Regions from separate parts of the Mus musculus genome. Here region 1 is linked to region 2. The links are chromatin contacts, called in public HiChIP or PLAC-seq maps. All regions are on one chromosome and are shown on one strand. The core of a region is the stretch at or near the end of the contact, and the rest is flanking DNA. Distances in the headings are between cores, read along the strand shown.

Region 1 (5,512 bases), core at 1,323-3,822, 210 kb after region 2:
GAGCTTAGGGGATCCTGTGGAAGAGAGGAAGGATTGAAGAAGCCAGAGAGGTCAAGAACACCACAAGAAAACCAACAGAATCAACTAACCTAGGTTCATAGGGGCTCACAGAGAATGAACCCCCAACCAGGGAACCTGCACGGGACCAACCTAGGCTCGCTGCACATGTTACAGTTGTGTATCTTGGTCTACTTAACAGTGGGAGCAGGGGCTGGGTCTGACTCTTTTTTTTTTAATTTTTTTATTATTTATTTATTATATGTGAGTACCCTGTAGCTGTCTAAAGACACACCAGAAGAGGGAGTCATATCTCGTTACGGATGGTTGTGAGCCACCATGTGGTTGCTGGGATTTGAACTCAGGACCTTCAGAAGAGCAGTCAGTGCTCTTAACCACTGAGCCATCTCACCAGCCCCCTGGGTCTGACTCTTGTTACCTGATTTAGGGATCCTTTCTTCCTCTTGGGATGCCTCCTCCAGCCTTAAAAGTAGAGGAGGTGCCTAGTCTTAATGCAACTCGATATGCCATGGCTGGTTGGCATCCATGGGAGGAGAGAAAGGGAGGAGTGGATGGGGGGGGGGAATACTGGGAGGAGGAGAGGAGGAGGGAGAACTCTGGTCAGAATGTAAAGAAAATTTCAAATTTAAGAGAGAGCGGGGGAGAGACAAAGAGAGAGGGGGAGAGAGAAGACACCTAGCACACAAGTCCACCCAGGTTTGGTGATACATGCCTACAGGAGACACTTGGGAGGCTCAGGCAGGGAAGATTTTGAGTTTGTGGCTAGCCTGGACCACTGGATTATACTGACTTTCAGTCAAGTCAGTCTCGAAGTCTCTCTCAAAACACTCTTAATGACTACCCCAAAAGCAAGGCAGTCACTGGCTTTTAGCAACAAACCTGCATGCTCTTCCTAGGGCAGGAGAAACTAGGGGCTCCCACGGGCTCCTTTCCTGTCAATCAACTGGAAATTAAAGAGTCGATTTCTTTCTTTGGAAGAAAAGGTGGGGGAGGAGGCATTAAAGCTTAAAGCTTCAAGTCCAGGAGATGAAAACAAAACAAAACAAAAACCTGCCAGCTGGTCCCAGTTTCAAAGTCAAGTCCTTGTTCCCTAAAATCATGAGTCATGGAAGGCAGAGTCAGATGGGTCTGTATGAGTTTGAGGCTAACCTGGTTTGAATATCGAGTTTCAGTCTTGCTTCATAAGACCTATCTCAAAAAATAAAATAAAAATAAAATCACATCCCTAAGAAATTTACTTCTCTAAAAATCATTTCGTTAACAACTAAATCCCTCAACTGAACGCGATATCATTTGATTTCAACCGGATACACGCTGAATTCTAACTTTCCTACCCCGACCTTACCCTTGTAAATGGATCTTCGGTTCCCAAAATGGAGAAGTTGTAAACAAATTTCAGAGAGCAGCTATCATGTTTATAGAATTTAGTTGATGAAAGATTAAAACAGGTGACGCCTTGGGAGGCAGAGGTAGGGGGCAAATGTTCAAAGTCCTCCTTATTAACTTATTATTAAGTTTCAGGGAAGCCTAGTCTGGATGGGACCCACGGGGGGTGGGGGGGTCGCTATTCCGTCTTTATAACTTTGTAAAATATGGTTTCGGATCAGTTAAAAACCAGTTTAAACGTCAGACCAAATCCTAACACGCCAAGCCTTTATCGCTGTGGTAATGGAATGGTAAAGGAAGAATGTAGTTGGCGTGTTTGATTTTAATCCTCACACCATGCCAAAGTTTTGAGCCAGTGATTTCACACGGCCCCCCATTAACTTTTCGTTAGCCTAGCTGACAAGAAATGAACAGGCTGAGATTGCAGCCCGTTTGTCTTTCCAAGCTCACCATGTGAACCAGGCAAAAAGAGGGGTATTGGTAGAAAAGCCAGGGGCACGAGCAAGAGTACGGATCAGTCTAAACTAAGTCCTGATTGAAAGAACTGCTAGAACTCAGGGGAAGGAAGAAAGAAGAAAAGAACAGTTTTGCATTTTCAGCTCTCGGACTCGTTCCAGAATTCCGCAATGACTGCCAAATGCAACGGCCTTGGAACCAATTAACCATCACTCGCGACCTTCCGCGTCGACTCCCAAGAGTGCCCTCCTTCCAGCTCAGTTCTGATCCTACTCGTGAAAGACATGGGGGAGGGCGAACGCATTGCAAGTAAGGGAATCGAGACCCCAGGGGAGCAGGGCGAGCTGGTCCAGGGTAAACTCCAGGGGAGCGGCTCAAGAGTGCTGGCGGCACGGGATGCACAGCGCATTGCAAATGAGGGAATCGGAGGCCCTTGGGGAGTAGGGTGAGCAGGTTCGGGGTAAATTCCAGGAAAGAGACGCGAGAGCGCTCTGGCGACGCGGGGTGTGCAAAGCGCCTGCTCAGCTGGGGACCCGATCTTGGCCTCCGCTCTTGCCCGCCCACCCTGGAGACCCCAGCCCGCCCCACCGCCGCCTGACCTGTCCCCGCGGGGTCCGGGTGCGCAGCGCGCCGCCTCCATACCCGCCCGACCGGTGGCATCAGCGTCCAGACCCCGAGACGCCGCCGCCCGGCTGGAGAGGATGGAGGAGATCGGGCCCCGCCCCTGACAACCACACCCCGCACTGTCGCCGACGCCCATTGGTCCAGTGCCCTACGCTCCCCTCTCACTGGCAAATGGCGTTAGCCATGATGCTGGAGGGTTTCCAGGGGGCGGGAGGCACCGGGAGGCGAAGGCGCGTGCGCTAGATCCGGGAGCAGCCCCCCGGGGTTGGGTCGGAAGAGTCTGCTGCTCCATTCCACCGCTCCGGGACTGGCCCCCACAGAGCGATCCCCAGCACCCCTCTGTGGCACCGAGAACATCCAGGCTGCTGCCTTGGGTTTTCTACTCTTTATCACCTGAAGCCTCAGCATCTGACCACCGACTCTGGGATAGCCGAGGCCTTCAGCCTCCCAAACCAGCCTTTGCCCAAAGCCCGACTGAGGGATCCCTACCTGGGGACCTTCAGCAAATGTCCTTATTTAGTGAGGGTAGCAGCTAAGCTGTCCTCTCTGCAGTAAATCATGCCTCCAGCCATCAATGCCTTTGTGGCTTTGGTCCCTATAGGACTTTATGACCAGAACTATAGCATATAAACTTAATTAGTAAGGCCAAAGTCACACTGATGTTGAATCCAAAAATTCACTTAAAAAATAATGTATTTATTTTGAGACAGGATTTCACTATACTATCCTCGGTTGGTCTGGAACTCTGAGATCCTACTGCCTCTGTCACCCTAGTGCTAGAATTAAAGGCATGTGCCATCGTGCCCTAGGCTATTATGTGTATGTTTCACCTATGTGTATGTCTGCATATCATATGCATCCCTGGTGCCCAAGGCTGTCAGATACCCCGGAACTGGAGTTACAGATGGTTGTGAGTCACCATGTGGGTGCTGGGAATAGAACTCGCGCCTCCGGGCATCCAGGGCTCATAACTGCTGAGCCACCTCTCCAGGTCCCAGAAATTAATTTTTGAAAACTAGGGAATATGATACCTGCACACATAGGCTAGGAAAGCATTGCACTCACTTAGCCCCTCTCCCTGTGGGACTCTGGATTGCTCCTTTGTGTGTGTGTGTGTGTGTGTGCTACAAATCTTCACTCATAAGCTCTGCTTGGTCTAGAAAGGGCTAGTGCTAAATGAGTAGGGTTGAAAGAGATGCTATTTGAATGAGTAAGAGGACCACTGAGACAGGCACATCCACACTACCCACACTAGAGTGTGAGCTTCCACTTTATGTACACATAGGATAAGTTACTGATAGGAATCCATTTCTCCACCACATGTGATAGCGTCATATTTCTTCCACTGTAAACACATCTCAAAACACAAACCTAAAGTACTCATCCGTCCCCTAGCTCTCTGACCCCATCGTATTCACCAACACAGGCCTGGCTTGGGACCCTTTGAGCCAAGGCTGTCAACCATTAAAAACCAGAGCTCTCTCTTGATTTTCTCCAGTCGCTGAGCCTCACACTCGGTACCAACAGCGTGAGATGAATTAGTTCGAGGCAGAAGACTAATAAGCATAGACCTTTTATAGATGGGCACGAGGCTGCATTACTGACAACGGCTGGGTTCTCTAAAAACTCGGCAGCCATTTATTTACAAACGCTGTGAACAGTACAAGAAACGTCAGAGGTCTAAACAGTTAATGTGAGAAAAATACCAACAGTTCATGACACTAAATTCAACGGTTCCTGGTGCGAGGCGGAACCCTAGAAACCGAACTCCGACTCTGGCTAAGTGGTCTTCCTATTGCTGTTCGTCCCCTTTCATCCTTTCAAACCAGGATGACTTGCGAAACCTCCCCACAGCAGCTCCGGGAAGAACTGAAGCTCTGCGGTCCTGTCAGATCTTCACAAGGAACTGGCTTCCATCCAGCTTCCCCTTCTCCTTAAGGTAGGCAAACAGGTGCCTTCTGCGTCTCCACGTGACCTTAATCCCATACTTCTCCTCAGGGGTGTCCTTGACCAGAACAGGCCCCGGCTCTGGGCTGCTGGGAGTCCCAGGGCCAAGGATGCAGCTTGGAAAACTGTTTTCCTTCTGGTCTGGGGAAATGGGATCGTCTCTTACAGAAGAGTCTGGGGTCTGGATGTCAGGGGGTGCGAACACATGAGGTAAACTGTGAGGTACATGCACTGACAGTTCTCCACAGCTCTGGGGACTGAACAATGGCACTAAAGGCCTTCTGGGTGGGTCCTTTTCTGAGTTCTGGGGCTGCACTCGGTTGGATAGCAACAACGTCTCTGAACTGGAAGACTGTGGACTCTCAAAGGTTAGACGTGGAAACTTGCAGGTAGATCTCCGAGTTGGGCGCCTTGCCTGGTCTCGGTGAGGCTTCCGGTGTATCAGAAACCGGCTTTCCGCTGCTCTATCAAACTGGGGTGACACCTGTGCATAAAAAAAAAAAAAAAAAAAAAAAAAAGGATGGTGGTGGTGGCGAGCCAGCTGCAAAGCAGCTAGAGTAAATGTGTCTGATCCTTTATTTTTGTCCAGAATTGTGAGGACTCGCTACAATACAGGACAGACACCCATCCAGCTATGTGGTATGACAAGAAGGCAAGAGACCTGGGCCAGCTATCCAATCGCTCTGCCCTTCAGGGTGCGCCCGAGGAAGAGAGGAGACAAGGCCTCTCTCATCACCACTACACTGCTATAGCTTGTTTAACTCCCCGTCCTTAAACTTCCTGAGAACAGGTCGGAAGGATCCTCAGGAGGGCAGGGACAGACTGACTGTCAACAACGCCTGGCTGAGGGAGGGCCTGGCAGGAAGGTCTTCAGTGAATAATGAACGGCAGCCCCATGGAAGTGACTGTTGGGATCTAATGCCCGTGTTTATTCACTCAATGCTTACGGATTTCTTTTGTAGACAGTTTCACCATGAAGACCAGGCTGGCCTTTACCTGGAGATCCTTCTGCTGCAGCCTCCCAGTGCTGGATTTGCATGGATTAGCATGACATTGTGGAAGGAGTTTTCTCCACTAAGGT
Region 2 (5,601 bases), core at 1,888-4,387:
GTGGTGTGTGTGTGTGTGTGTGTGTGGCGTGTGTGTGGTGTGTATGTGTGTGTGTGTGTGTGGTATGTATATGTGGTGTGTGTATATGTGTGTGTGTGTGTGTGTGTATGTGTGTGTGTATGTGTGTGTGTGTGTGTGTGTGTGTGTGTGTGTGTGCGCGCAGAGGCCAGAAGAGGATGCTGGATCCTCTGGTGCTGTCAGCCACCTGATGTGGGTACTGGAGCTAGAAACCAGAAAGAGATCCTCTGGAGGAGTAGCAAGCACTCAACAGTTACGCCATCTCTCCAAGCTCCTGCCAAGCAATGTTAGGCAAGACAGAAAGACAGAGAAAATCACAGGGACATGAGAAGGGAGAGCAGCCCCTCACCAAGATTCTGATTCAAACCTCTCATAGCAGAGAAGCAAGTTTCAGAGCCGGTGACAACTGCTTGAGGCTTTCCCTAGCCCCAGATGTGTCTGCAAGTTTCTAGGAACCTGACCAGAAAGCTTATTTGCAGGGAAAGGACATGTACTAATTAAACTCCTTGTGCAACTTTGCTGGCTCTTGATTTTACCCGATCTTATTATCATTCCATCCGAGGCTTCCCCAGAGCCACCCTATAACCTCACATCAGGACAGACAGAAGGGCTAGGGAGACGGTTGAGGATAAGGTCCTGATGACCTGAGTTCAATCCCCAGGAACCCATATGACACAAGTAGCGAGTGGACTCCCCTAGCTGTCCTCTGACTTCACACTCAGAGATATACACATGCCCACATCCATAAACATAAACAAAATAAACTAATGTTTTACTTTAATTCTTTCTAATTTAAATGGGGGTAAGGGGGATCTAAGCAAGCTTTTAAAATATAAATTGACAGCCATCAAAATTGCACATATGGCTAATGCTAAGATAACTAACCATGATACTCTCTGAAAAGCCCATTCCCACAATCTCCTCTGATGAGCACATACTCAGTGGCTTTCTCTCTAAGCACCTCTCTCCCTGCTCACCCCTGTGCTTTTAGTCTATATTAAAATACCTTCCATAAAATCTCCAATTCTGCTTCATACTGCTCAGTCCTGAAATTCTTCTCTATGCTGAAGCCACAACCCCTGGTTTGGCCTGAGCTGAGGTTCCTAAAGGATCAGGGAATCTCCTTGAGCTGATGAGGACTACAGCCTGGAACTGGCTGGCTGGCTCCTCACCAGTGACAAATTCACATCCATTTTGGTTTGGTTTGGTTTTTGGTGTGTTTGTTTGTTTGTTTGTTTGTTATTTGGTTGGTTGGTTGGTTGGTTGGTTGGGGTTTGTTTGTTTTGTAATGGTAAGGATGGAACCAAGGGCCTCACACATGCTAGAGATGTGTTCTACCACCCGGCCACACCCCAGCCCCCACAGGTGGTCTTGCTCCTAAAGTCTCTCTAGGTCTTTACCACTCCTGGCAGGTCCCAGCCACTCACCATGGTTTCCATCCATCAATCACTTCCTTGAGCCCAGACCTGCTTCTGTGACCCTCATGCCAAAACCACAAGTATCCCAGGACCTCCCAAGGCTCGCCAACCCATGCCTGCACATAGCAGGCACTCCATTTCTCATGGAGGGAGAGATGGATGGAATTCATCCCTGGCTGGACAACTGGAGCCAGCTACAGTGTACCTCATCCACCTGCCTGGTGTCTTCATTGGCCCTTCAGAGCTGTCTCTCATCTGTCCTCAGGCTGCTCCTCCCTTCTCCCATGAAACCAGGCCCCTTTGAAGTTGGTGTCTCCCCTCCAGCTGCCTGAAGTATACCTCCTCAATCAGGGTGACTACTGAAACTTAGATTTCCCACAACATTCTGCTCTCAGAAGGACTCACCAACCATGCTGTCCAGAATTGGCCTCAGCCTCCCAAATACCTGGAACTATGGCAGACAGCCCCCTATCTCACTTTATACTTTAAACTGTGATTTTTGTGAACCCCATCCTAACTTCTTGACTGAATCATATGTCCAAGGAAAACAAGAACCCGCTTTTGGTGTGTTTTTGTTCTTTTTGACAGGGTCTCATTCAGCCCAGCTGGCTTCAAATTCAGGAGGTAGCTAAGGATGGCCTTAACCTTCCGATCCTCCTGCCTCAGCCTCAGAGTGCTGGGATTATATGCATCATGCCTAGCAACTTCGATCATTTTTATTTATTTCTATATCATCAGAAGATAGCACAAAAATTTAATAAGGATGCAAGGCATGTTGGTAAATGCATGTAATCCCAGGACTCTGGAAGCAGGGGTAGAAAGATCACAAGTTCAAGGCCATCCTCGACTATATAGCAAGACCTTGTCTCAAAGAAAATAAAAAAGACAAGAAGAAGAAGAAGAAGAAGAAGAAGAAGAAGAAGAAGAACAACAAGAACAACAAGAACAAGAAGAAAGAACAAGGACAAGAAGAAGAAGAAAGAACAAGAACAAGAGGAGGAGGAGGAAGAAGAGGAAGAGGAAGAGGAAGGGGAAGGGGAAGAAGAAGAAGAAGAAGAAGAAGAAGAAGAAGAAGAAGAAGAAGAAGAAGAAGAAGAAGAAGAAGAAGAAGAAGAAGAAGAAGAAGAAAGAACAAGAACAGGAGGAGGAGGAAGAAGGAGAAGGAGGGGGGAGGAAGAAAGTGGTGGTGATGCTGATGATAGTAGGGAGGGGATGAAATTCACTAGGGAATTACCTAGCAAAAGACAGGTAAAGACACGAAATGTCACGGGAGTTCCAAAGCAAAGGTTCACTGAAGGTGACTCAGAAGGGCCCTGAAAAGAGCTCCAACTGAATAGAGTCTTGGAGGGCAGAAAGATAGACATCAGAAGGACACTCTGGAAGGTGGAACAGAATAAACTCTGGGGCTAAAAAGAAGTGACCAAAGCATGTTTGGAGGACCAGTCTGGCAGGACCTGTGGGTTCCTGGAAGGCCTAGAGTAGAAGAGAAAAGAAGGTGAGTGTACCTGGGTAACATCCACTCCTTAGTCAGCACAGATGATCACCGCAGCACTCCTGGGCCTCAGTGGGAGAAGAGAAGCCTTGTCCTCATGTTCCCAGCATGTGAGTCTAGCCACCCGGCTAGGTTATAAATAACAACCTCCACTCACTGCACACCTGCTGTGTATGAGGCCCTGAGCTACAAGCTTCTCCCCACAGTCAGGGCTCCTTCCCACAGCCCTGGAAACATTGTATTGTTGTCCGCCTTGTGTAAGCAGGAAGCTTAGGCCAGCAGGGGTGAAAGCTGTCGCCCAAGGCCTGACCTCAATCCCTCCTTCCTAAGACCAGGTGCACTGGGGTCACAGAGTCAGGGAGAACACCCTGTAAACCAGCCCACGACACCGCCACCATGTTGTGTACCAGCAAAGCAGGCTGCTTCTCCCAAATGCCTATGGAGAAGCTCAGAGTAAGCTTAAGGTAGATACATACATACATACATACATACATACATACATACATACACACATCAAGAGATGAAGACACTACACTCACACAGAGAGCAGAAAGGCCGAGGGAAGGTACCCTTATAAATTGTACTTAGAAGGCAGAGGCAGACAGAGCTCTGTGAGTTCAAGTCCAGCCTGGTTAACATATAAGTTCAGGCCAGCCAGTGATATATATATGTGTGTGTGTGTGTGTGTGTGTGTGTGTGTGTGTATACACACACACACACATACATAGTGAGAGACCCTATCTCATATTTATATATATGTATATGTTATATATGGATAATATGTATATAATATATAAGATATAATAAAAGATGAAGAATAATTGAAGAAAACACCCAGTATAGACCTCTAGACTCTACCTACACATGCAAACACATGCACATACTTATAATACACACATGACCTAAAATTTTAAAATATATATATAGAGAGGGGGAGGCAGAGAGAAGGGGGAAGAGGAGAGGGAGAAGGCTCAAAAAAAAAATACAAAAATGTCATAATGGAACCTGTTACTTTGTATGCTAACTTAAAATGAATAAAAAGATGTAACGTATAAATTGACTGGGTGCTGAGATCATGTTACACTGTTAGTTTAGGTGCTACTGGAGGCCCTGGAGACTTTCATCCTGGTCCTCCAAAATGGGGAGCAGGGATGGACAGAAACTTGCCCAAGGCTTCACACGTGGCGGAAGGGAGGGAGCAGATAGGCTCAGTAAAGATGGAGACAGACAGATGCTCTACGAAGCTTCCAGATCCAGCCCTACTTCTCTCTCAGTAAGCTTTGTAGCATTAAAGATAATTTATTCTAGTGCCATCTCCCTAACCAAGAAGGCGGGTAAAAGTAAGACCCCAAGGACAAGTATAGATCATTAACAGTAAATCCAGCGTATGTGTGGCAAATGCATTTGGCTTACCATAAATTACCACATGAACACTAGTTGTTAGTATTAATATTACATCTCTGCTCGCAGAGTTCAAGAGCCCTCCCAAGCAGACCAAATAGAAGAAAAGACAACAGCAGACCATTCTGAAGCACTCCCATTGTTCCTGGCCTTGTGCACAGTGGGTCTTCAACTAAAAGAACTGAGTAACACTTGGAGTTGTACATACCCCAATGTCCTTCCCTCTCTCACCCCACCCACCAACTCTAGACTCAGCCACATCAAGCACCAGGACCAGGCTGATATAGGAAGTGTTGTGATTGTCTGACTCCTGCCTGCTGCATTCCTCAGCTAAATATAAATGATTTGCCAAGTCCATTGTTTGAGATGCTCCACAATCCCTCTCCTATTGCTCGCACCTGGAAAACAAACACACACACACACACACACACACACCCTTCCCGGAGGCTGTTCTGAATAGAGAAGGAGCAGACAGGTCTGTAGGAATCAAAGCAAGAGTTCTTTGTGCTTTCCACTAGTCCAGGAATGCTGCCTGGAGGAGGAAATGCCTGAGTCACCCCAGGGGAGGGGGCAGATGCAGGTCAAAAAGGCAACTTTAGTTCTCTGAGCCAAGAAAGGTAAACTGCTGCATTCTTGCCCACGGTGTGAAGAGGCAAGATCATTCCAGCTTTGCGGAGAGCTTACTACACCAACTGCCAACTTCTCCAGTCATCTGGAGAAAGATGCTAAAGAGATCAGTATCCTTCATAATAGACAGAAGCGAAGGAAAACTCTGGTCCATGATGCACGGCTACAATTGCCGCTGTCACAAGCTGTTGCTTGTTTAGACTTTTTTTTTTCAACCACATGAAAGTTTTTTTAAAGGCCCAAACTTGAGCGCACAGATGGGCTACATCGCAGATCGAGGGGTGTGCCAAAGCCCTGTCACTCTAAGAGCCTCTCGGCCAGCAGTAGCCTGAGGAATAGCTGGGGGGTTCAATGGGTCTGTAGACAGGCCCAGACCGTGTCTGCGGCCCTGGGTGAACCGTCTCCAGCCGGTCTACGAGATCCCTGACGGCTCCGGGGGGGATCTCCCTTCCTGTGGCATCTAGGGTCTCCCATCCCTGGGCTGGGGAATAAGGCGGCTGAGGTCCACAGCCCTGCAGCCCCACATTCCTGAGACCTCGCTGACCCTCACCAAGAGCCTGGGGGGCGCGGTGACAAGCCCCTCACGTCCCGGCCCCTTCCCGCCCCTCCTCTGTCACCCCTCCCTCGACCCACCCTCCTACCTCC

Evidence for each region. HiChIP or PLAC-seq counts read pairs in DNA pulled down with a chosen protein or histone mark.
Region 1: an H3K27ac HiChIP or PLAC-seq map of trophoblast stem cells shows a contact between it and region 2, with 11 read pairs. The contact joins the promoter of Tulp3 here to the enhancer-like site in region 2. A contact is called at or near these places in 11 of 39 promoter capture datasets (the 3T3-L1 cell line, 3T3-L1-derived adipocytes, cranial neural crest and 6 more), 7 of 484 Hi-C or Micro-C datasets (the N1E-115 cell line, Sertoli cells, embryonic stem cells and 2 more), 9 of 115 datasets of contacts at active chromatin or transcription factors (embryonic stem cells, extraembryonic endoderm stem cells, pancreatic cancer cells and 2 more) and 3 of 9 other capture datasets (adipose tissue, liver and pancreatic islet).

Annotation. Positions count from the first base shown.
Region 1 is chr6:128,353,279-128,358,790 of GRCm38.p6, forward strand. It overlaps Tulp3 (tubby-like protein 3), which reads right to left and starts at 2,573. Exons shown (of 11, transcript NM_011657.2): 1 at 2,460-2,573. The coding sequence starts at 2,500. It overlaps Rhno1 (RAD9-HUS1-RAD1 interacting nuclear orphan 1), which reads right to left. Exons shown (of 3, transcript NM_001326585.1): 3 at 3,722-4,915. The coding sequence ends at 4,373.
Region 2 is chr6:128,137,759-128,143,359 of GRCm38.p6, forward strand. It overlaps a transcript of Tspan9 not described here. Among named protein-coding and RNA genes, the nearest start is that of Gm52879, 39 kb to the left of the region's middle. Within about 2 kb of position 3,138, at least 11 of the 459 cell types and tissues checked have an H3K27ac peak or open chromatin away from gene starts, as enhancers often do. A contact at or near this core is called in trophoblast stem cells, where this site is marked.